Linked DNA regions of Arachis hypogaea: region 1 is linked to region 2. A link is a contact called in public Hi-C data. All regions are on one chromosome and are shown on one strand. The core of a region is the stretch at or near the end of the contact, and the rest is flanking DNA. Distances in the headings are between cores, read along the strand shown. Region 1 holds the start of LOC112775367 (protein SIEVE ELEMENT OCCLUSION B). Region 2 holds the start of LOC140182338.

Evidence for each region. Hi-C and Micro-C count contacts between places; a contact is called where the count stands out from the background.
Region 1: a contact with region 2 is called in a Hi-C map of leaf, with 1.8 times the contacts expected there. The contact joins the promoter of LOC112775367 here to the promoter of LOC140182338 in region 2. A contact is called at or near these places in 2 of 8 Hi-C or Micro-C datasets (both in leaf).

Annotation. Positions count from the first base shown.
Region 1 is chr19:126,013,942-126,017,692 of arahy.Tifrunner.gnm2.J5K5, forward strand. It overlaps LOC112775367 (protein SIEVE ELEMENT OCCLUSION B), which reads right to left and starts at 1,819. Exons shown (of 7, transcript XM_025818946.3): 1 at 1,406-1,819; 2 at 671-742. The coding sequence starts at 1,750.
Region 2 is chr19:125,687,181-125,691,239 of arahy.Tifrunner.gnm2.J5K5, forward strand. LOC140182338 reads left to right here and starts at 1,965. Exons shown (of 6, transcript XM_072228504.1): 1 at 1,965-2,006; 2 at 2,088-2,142; 3 at 2,232-2,997; 4 at 3,069-3,162; 5 at 3,559-4,059. The coding sequence starts at 1,965. LOC112778156 reads left to right here. Exons shown (of 4, transcript XM_025822509.3): 2 at 1-99; 3 at 366-1,449; 4 at 1,616-2,074. The coding sequence ends at 1,628.

The sequences.
Region 1 (3,751 bases), core at 569-3,068, 330 kb after region 2:
ACGTAGTACTTTTGTTTTGTGATTAAATTATAAAAGTAGTCCGGAGACAATATGAAGAGGAAGTATAGGGAGCCAATGGAGTATATATACAATGTGTATAATGGGGTTTAGGAATATTCGATTCAATATGATATCAGATGTTTATTATCCCTGATACTTAGATGGTTATTTTGGATAATAATATAAGTATATTGTGTTTGAGAAATTAGTAGTAGTTTATCCTGCATGTTCATTTTTTAACTCATATTAAGTCAAATAAACCGCCCATTGTATACATTATACAAATATTCTATTGGCTCCCTAGTGAGATTCATAAAAAAAATGTTTCCAAACATAGTAAACATTTGCTACATCAATATCTTTTGTTAATGAAAACATGATTATTTGACAGTTAATTCTTTAATTTTGTCTTATTGTTTTAGAATCTTATTTATCAACATTAAAATTTTGCAAGTATGTACTGTTCTAATACTTTACTATGCTTTTACTAAAAGTTATTCCATGACTTTGCATTTGTTAAGGTACTACTTCTTAATTATATTAATATATAGAAGCATATATACTATTTGTTCATCAATTATGTTCGAATTTAATTTGCATGCAACAATACATAATCATTGAGGTGGATGTCATGCAATTGCAAAATATATACACGCACAAACGAAGTTACCTGACAAGAAATCAGCTTCAGGGTAGGAAATTCTGGTTTGAAACTGACCGTGGATATTGTTGAATAACTACCCTGTATGTAGAACAATTATAAATAAGTCATAATTTTTTAAGTTTCGTTGTTTTCTCAGCATGATCCATCACTTTGCACATATACATTTCGTATTTATAAGACACAGAGGTGGATGGGGTATATAGTGTTTATCTTAAATTAGCAACCAATTAAGACATTTAGACAATAATAGCCGATGCTAATGCAATAAAAATATTCTACTCAAAAAAATAATAATGCAATAACAATAATACAGATTAATAAGTAAGTGATGTTATAAAAATCTAAAGATATTCAAAAATCATTTTCCTTCTTTATTATTGGACCTGAAATGACAAAGTACTTAAAAATTTGACCATATTAATTAGGGTCCTGCTATGTTACCAACAGCATATCTGTCAACTTCTATCAACTCTTATTTATAATTGTGTTTTATAGAAGTGTCTTCGTAGATGTGTCTAATAAAAATGTTTTTTTATGGTTGTGTTTAACAGAAGTGTCTTTATAGATATATTTTCTGGATGTATCTCTTTATATATGTATTTAAAATATAATAATTAATTATTATTAACAATAAGTTGGCAGATAATGTATTGGTACCCTATACTTTTCCTATTAATTATTATTATAAAAGATTCTCAAGGTGGATGGTAGAATATTATTGAATGTGAGTTGATGAATGACCTGAAGTATAAGATTGGACACAAGGCCAAAGAGGATACTGGTATTGCAGATTTCATCATCATTGACATGGGTTAGGTAAACTCTGTCCAGGATCTGAGAGTCAGTGAGATCAAAAGGGTTGGGAAGATGAATTTTCTGTTGGCCTCCCAAGTTAGTAGCAGCACTCTGTTGATGGATAGAAGTAATAGCAGTACTGCCACCTTGGGATGATGAGATCAACGTAGTGGTGCCACTTGAATCTGCGTTGGACATTGCCATGATATAGGATACAGAATTTAAGTATCCTCTAATAAGGTTTGTGTTTGAATTTTGAAAGAATACGTAGCCTTGTCTTGTGATTTCCATATTGTTGTGTTCAACCTATTTATAGGCTTTTGCCACTGCCTGAGAGAGTTTGAAGTAGTTGCCATGCCATGAATAATGATAGTAATCTATTTATATATAAAAAAAAATAGTTAAGTACAATATCATGTATACACTAAATTAAGTCATTATATATTTATGTCTAAAATATATAATATATGTATTATTTAATTCATTTTTAATATATATTTTGTATTTTAACATGTATTTTATATTAATTACTAATTTTAGCGATTGATTTTGATCTATACATGATTGAATAATATTATTTAACAAATTATTTATTTTAAATAATTTTGTCAAACTAACTGAATCTTTAATAAATATTAAATTAGTCTATAATATATTTCATGGTTAGAATTAACAATAATTTTTCACACTTAGAAATGCTAATCTGATACTATACTACTTATTTATTTTCTATCTAGTTTGACAATATTGCAAATGATATATGTTATAATTTGTGAAAAGTACAACAATTATGAAATTTAAATTATATGATACTTTAATGAAATACCATATTAATCTTTTATAAACATAACAAATTAAAAAATAGTAAAATATCCTTTAATCTTATATAAGACGTTCTCTAACTTATCAATAATGGAGGGGGCAAAAAAAAAAAAAACAAAAAACAAAAAAAAAATGGGAAGAAAGATTATAAGAGACATAAAGAATATATAGAATAATATAACCGTTTAAATAAAAGAGGGTGAGACATAATTAAAGTAGCTTCCAATGTATCATCAAAATATAAACAAATAGAAAGAAGCTTCAAATGTGATAGCTAGTGATCCCTTGCATGGTGTGAAACATGCTGCTCCGAAATTTTGTTCACCATATAACCCTACAAGTTCATAACTACTCAGCGCAGAAAAATAAGGGCATAGTTGCCATTTTAGCGGAATTTTACATTTTACACTAGCTAATATTGATCCTTATTTTCTTTTAGACTTTTACTGTGTATGTCCCACGAATAATATTGCCATGGCCGAGCTTTTGCTTTTTAGAAGATATGTCACGGCAAAAAGAGGAAAATAGACTATTGTATATCTTTCCCTTTATTTTGGTCTATGGTATATCTACTATCAAATGTTCAAGGCAATGATGTCACACACAGGATATTATTAAAAAGAAAAAAAAAAGTAACATCCCACAGGTATTTTATTCCCTATTTTTATATGATTTTTACATGGGTAACTATTCTCGATTACAAAATCGGTATGAGTGAAAAAATGGTAGGCTGTTAACGTGTAACACCATGAAATGAAGAGAATAAAAAAAAATTGCACTGCTATGGGTCAGATGTAAAACGCACCCGTTTTGTACTTTTTTATTTTTTTTTTAATTTGAAAATAAACTAAATGTAGGTTACGTTTTGGCATTTTAATTTTTTTTTATTTTGTTTCAGGCTAAACTCAGATTACGTTTTTTTAAGCTATAAAATTCAAATTTTTTTGAAGTCCACAAAATACAGGTTGTATTTCGTTAGTGGCAGAATTTTTTTTTTAGAAGTCCTAAAACGTAGGTTGTGTTTTGTACACATAATAATATTTAAATCCACAGGTTTGCCTATAAATACGAAGTCCAGTTTCATTCGTCTTCATCTTCACTTCTCCTCTTACTCTTTCTTGCATAAAGTTCTTAGTGGTGTACTTTTTTGGCAGATAATTGTGTCAAAAAAATAGAGTTAGTTGAGGCTGAAGTTATAGAAGGTGTTGCAAATTTAAGAGTATATTATGACGGTGAGGTTATACCAAACATACATGAAGGAGTGACTTTTGTTTGTGAATGTCCGTTGTCATTTGTTATTCCATGTACCATGAGTTTTGTCGAGTTGCAAAATGGTCTTTGTAATAACATTCAAAGCAACATTTTGAAAAGGGTGAGCAATCTTTTATACAGAAGTCCTATGCAAGTATTTGGTGGGCTAATACAGTTTCAAATAATGCCCATCATTGACGATGCCAATATGTAGCAGAT
Region 2 (4,059 bases), core at 715-3,214:
CTATAACTGTTATATGCGCGAAAAGCGACGTTACTTCCGCCGATGCTCCTTCTAGAGTCATCACTCCAGAATGTCAAGCACCTAAGGAGAATGATACAGGTAAAATCTATATTTGAAATGTTAGCCGGCGTTTGTTTCTTCCTAAATAGTTTTGTAAAAGAAAACGAAAGTAAATTAAACTTTCATAATTTGTTCTTTTCTATATATAGTTTATCACCAAATAAATTAAAAAAATACTGATTTGGGCATATCCATCCTTTATATTTTGTTGTCAGTGTCCTGTTTTGTTATGTTTGCGAAACCAAACGCATCCTTAAGTCTTTTGTTGATGTCTAAAATATCTAATGAATCCTGATTTTGTTTAGGTGAGGTTGACGAAAGGCCCGTTGACAAGTTCTTAACTCAAGAGGATAATAAACCAAACCCAAGCATGGAAGAAAATCCCTCTCCAAGAAAACTTTGCAATGGTGGAATGGATCTTGCTTCTAAAGCTCCAATTGAGAAGCTTGAATCAACAGCAGATAATGATTTACAAACATTGAATAATTGCGCAGCATTGTTTCTAACAGGTAAAAAGAGATGCAAACTTCAACAAGAGTTAACAACTGGGGGTAAAAGAGTTAAGAAGCAAACTCAAGAGAGTTCATGTTCGAGATCCATGAAAATTCCAGAAACTTCAGATCCCAGATCCAGAACCAGGCAGAATAGCTCATTCATGAACTTGGTTTCAAACATGATGAAAGGATTCTCACAATCAGCTGCAAATCCTGATCACCATCTTCTCTGGGATCATGATCAGATTCAGAATCATAATCCTGAGCCGAAAAGTACAGGACTCAAATCCGATTTCAAGTGCATGTCTTGTCCCATAAAATCTCATCAAGGCCTAGATGTTACTCCAATATCATGTTGTGCAGAGAACAATAACAGTCTTTACAAACAGTATTTGAAATCAAAAGAGTTTGAGGTAAAGATTAGGCCTGTGAATTTTCACAGCAGCCATGAAAACAGGACAAATAAAGAAGGAATAGAAATAAATTCATCTCCTACCATACAGGATCAGAATAACAATGAGAGTGCTGAATCCTACGCACCTTCAGAGAGGAAGGTAACAGATAAGTTCTTGAACAAAATTGATACTTCTGGAGGTGTATGGATGAATCGATTCTTGCCAAAATCAAGTGCTCAATTGATAACTTTTGATAACTCTGTACATCCAAATTCATATAAACACTTTTCTTATCTAAAAGAAACCAAAGAACAATGTGTTGATGATGACCACTTCCTCAAGAAAGAGGCTTCCATTGATGACATACCAAAGGTTGGGTTCAATCCCATTACACCTTTCCCTGGATTCAAAGATTCAGAACCAATGGCGGCCATGTTCGCGAGGAGATTAGGCGCAATCAGACACATACCAAGAGACGCCAAAGATAACTTGCCACACAGGTAAACATTAAACAATGTTTGCTTATTAGTTTTATGGGACAAGAAGAGTTCACCATCTTTTGTTAGCTTATTTGATCTTTTGATACTTCACATGAAAAACCAAATAATAATATGAACATCCTTTGAGAAGGTTTCAGAAATTGATTTTCTTTCCTTCATATTTTAGGCATCTAAATTAACACTAATGTTTGGAGCTGCAAGTAATTGGAATTGTCAACTCCTTTGAGAAGGTTTCAGAAAACCGCACCAGCAAAAGATCCAATCACTGACAACACTTGATTCATCTTCTTTCTGCATACTGAAGAAGCTTTTTCTCCTTATCCTGAGGGAAAAGCAGGTTCATTCTCAAGTTGTACATTGCTTTTTGTCTATAGTCTCAAACATTTCATACGTTTACACACAATTATCTATAAATGCTTTCTTCAGGCCATTGAATAATCCACCACATGTAATTTTATAGACAGACTTCTCTCATATTTTGGTTACGTCGATACCATTGTATTTTATAAGATGTGATGCTAACATCCATTACACGCATTGCGCTCCTCTTTAGGGAGGTTAGTCACATTATGGAATGTCATATGTAATATCACTCATATAATTTATCCAAACATTTACTTATGTATGTGCACAATTAGTATCACCAAGTTATATCTGTTATAACGAACAACCTAGCATACACAGATGAAATTGGTTAGTTAGCAAGTTAGAAGTTAGTTAGCTCGCTGTCCAGCTGGCAGACCCAGAGATTTATCACACGTGCACTCTTTCAGTCTTTCCAGAAATTGCCTTTTGGGAGCATACATGGTGGCCTCGGGAGAATGGGGTGCATGCTGGGCCTAATGTGGGCTTGAGATTGGATGCACGGACTCCTGGACTCTTTGACGATGTGGGGCGGATAGGAGGCAAACGGGTCTTGCTATCCCTTCATGATGCGGTGACAGGGGCGGCGGTGCATGGAGTCACCCTTGAGGGAACTGAGGCCAACACCACGGGAAGGGAGAGGGAAAGGCAGAGTGAACGGCGCCCGTCGGAGGCTGGACCCCGAGAGGCAGTGGCTGGTCCGAGGAGTTATGACGGGGCCACGGGTGGGGTTCCTGACGAGGTTTTCGAGGCGGTAAGGTTGGAAGGGTCAGTAACCCACGATGTGGCTAGGATGCAGGTGCCGCTGACCAGGGGAGGGGAGGAAGAGGCTAGTCCTGCTGCTGACACTGGGACGGGGAACCTGGTACAGGGAACCGGGAGAGGGAGCCCGTTGGGAACGCACCTAGCAGCCAGTGCAGATGCCCAAGCTATGGATCACGGCGGAAAAACATTGGAAACAGGGGCTGAATCTGAAACAGAGCGGCGACGACAGTCCGAGGGAGAGGAGGCCAGGTTATCGAATGAGGAGCAGATGAAGGACAATGAAGAAACATGGAAGTTGGCAGTGGAGTCTGGCGCTCTTTTAAGCGATGAAGAAGAGGATATTATGGGTATTTTGCAAGCCCAAAATGAAAAACTAGCGGCGAAGAGAAAGTTGGCGAAACAGAAGGAGAAGGCACGAAGGTGTCGTCCAAAGAATAAAAATAAAGTGAGAAAAAATTTGTCTTCATGATTGTGAGTTGTTGGAATATTAGGGGGTTGAGAGGTGACGGAAAATTGAGCATGGTGAAGTCGTTGAAGAAGAATTATAACTTAGGTATGTTGGGGTTGCTTGAAACAAAGAGGGAGGTAATTACTAAATATGATGTTGCAAGAATTTGGAGAAATAGTAATGCGGGTTGGGAGTTTGTGGAGTCTGTGGGGGCGAGTGGGGGTTTAATGTTAGTTTGGGATGACATGGTTTTTCAAAAACGAAATTATTATAAAGGCGAGAGGTGGTTGTGTATTGAAGGAGTGTTAGTTCAAACGAGCTTTAATTGTGCTTTTTGCTTAGTGTATGGGGCGCATGGAAGGGAAGCGAAGCGGGTGGTGTGAGAAGAGCTGAGTTATATTGTGGGTCTGTTCCAGGTGCCTTTATGCTTGTTGGGAGACTTCAATGAGATTTTGTAAGTTGAGGATCGCAAAGGGGGGACGAGTTTGCCGGCAACAGCGGAAGAATTTAAGGTTTGGGTGCATGACATGCAGTTGATAGATTTACCGCTTTCGGATAGAAAATTCACATGGTTCAGGGGTCGATCATGTAGTCGGATTGATAGGGTCCTGGTCAACATTGAATGGGCTGAGGAGTTTCCGGATATTCGACTTAAGGGTGGTCCGAGAAGTTTGTCAGATCACTGCCCATTGATTGTGGAAGATGCGAGGGTAAGAGGGGGCCCTCGTCCATTCAGAAGTTTGGATTCCTGGTTTACGCACGAGGGTTTTCTGAGGATGGTAAAAACAGAATGGAGAAGCTTGGGTGATGGTCCGTTTACGTGTAAACTGAAGGCGTTGACTACATCGTTGAGGAAATGGCACAAGGATAACTTTAGTGACATGGATAAGAGACTGATGCGGTTTGAGGATGAAATCAAGAAGATTGACAATCTGGTTAGTGATGGGATCTATGATGATACGACAGAGGCTAGAAGGAAGGCGTTGGTGAGTTTTTGTGAAAAATGGTACATTAGGAAAGAAGTCCACTGGAAG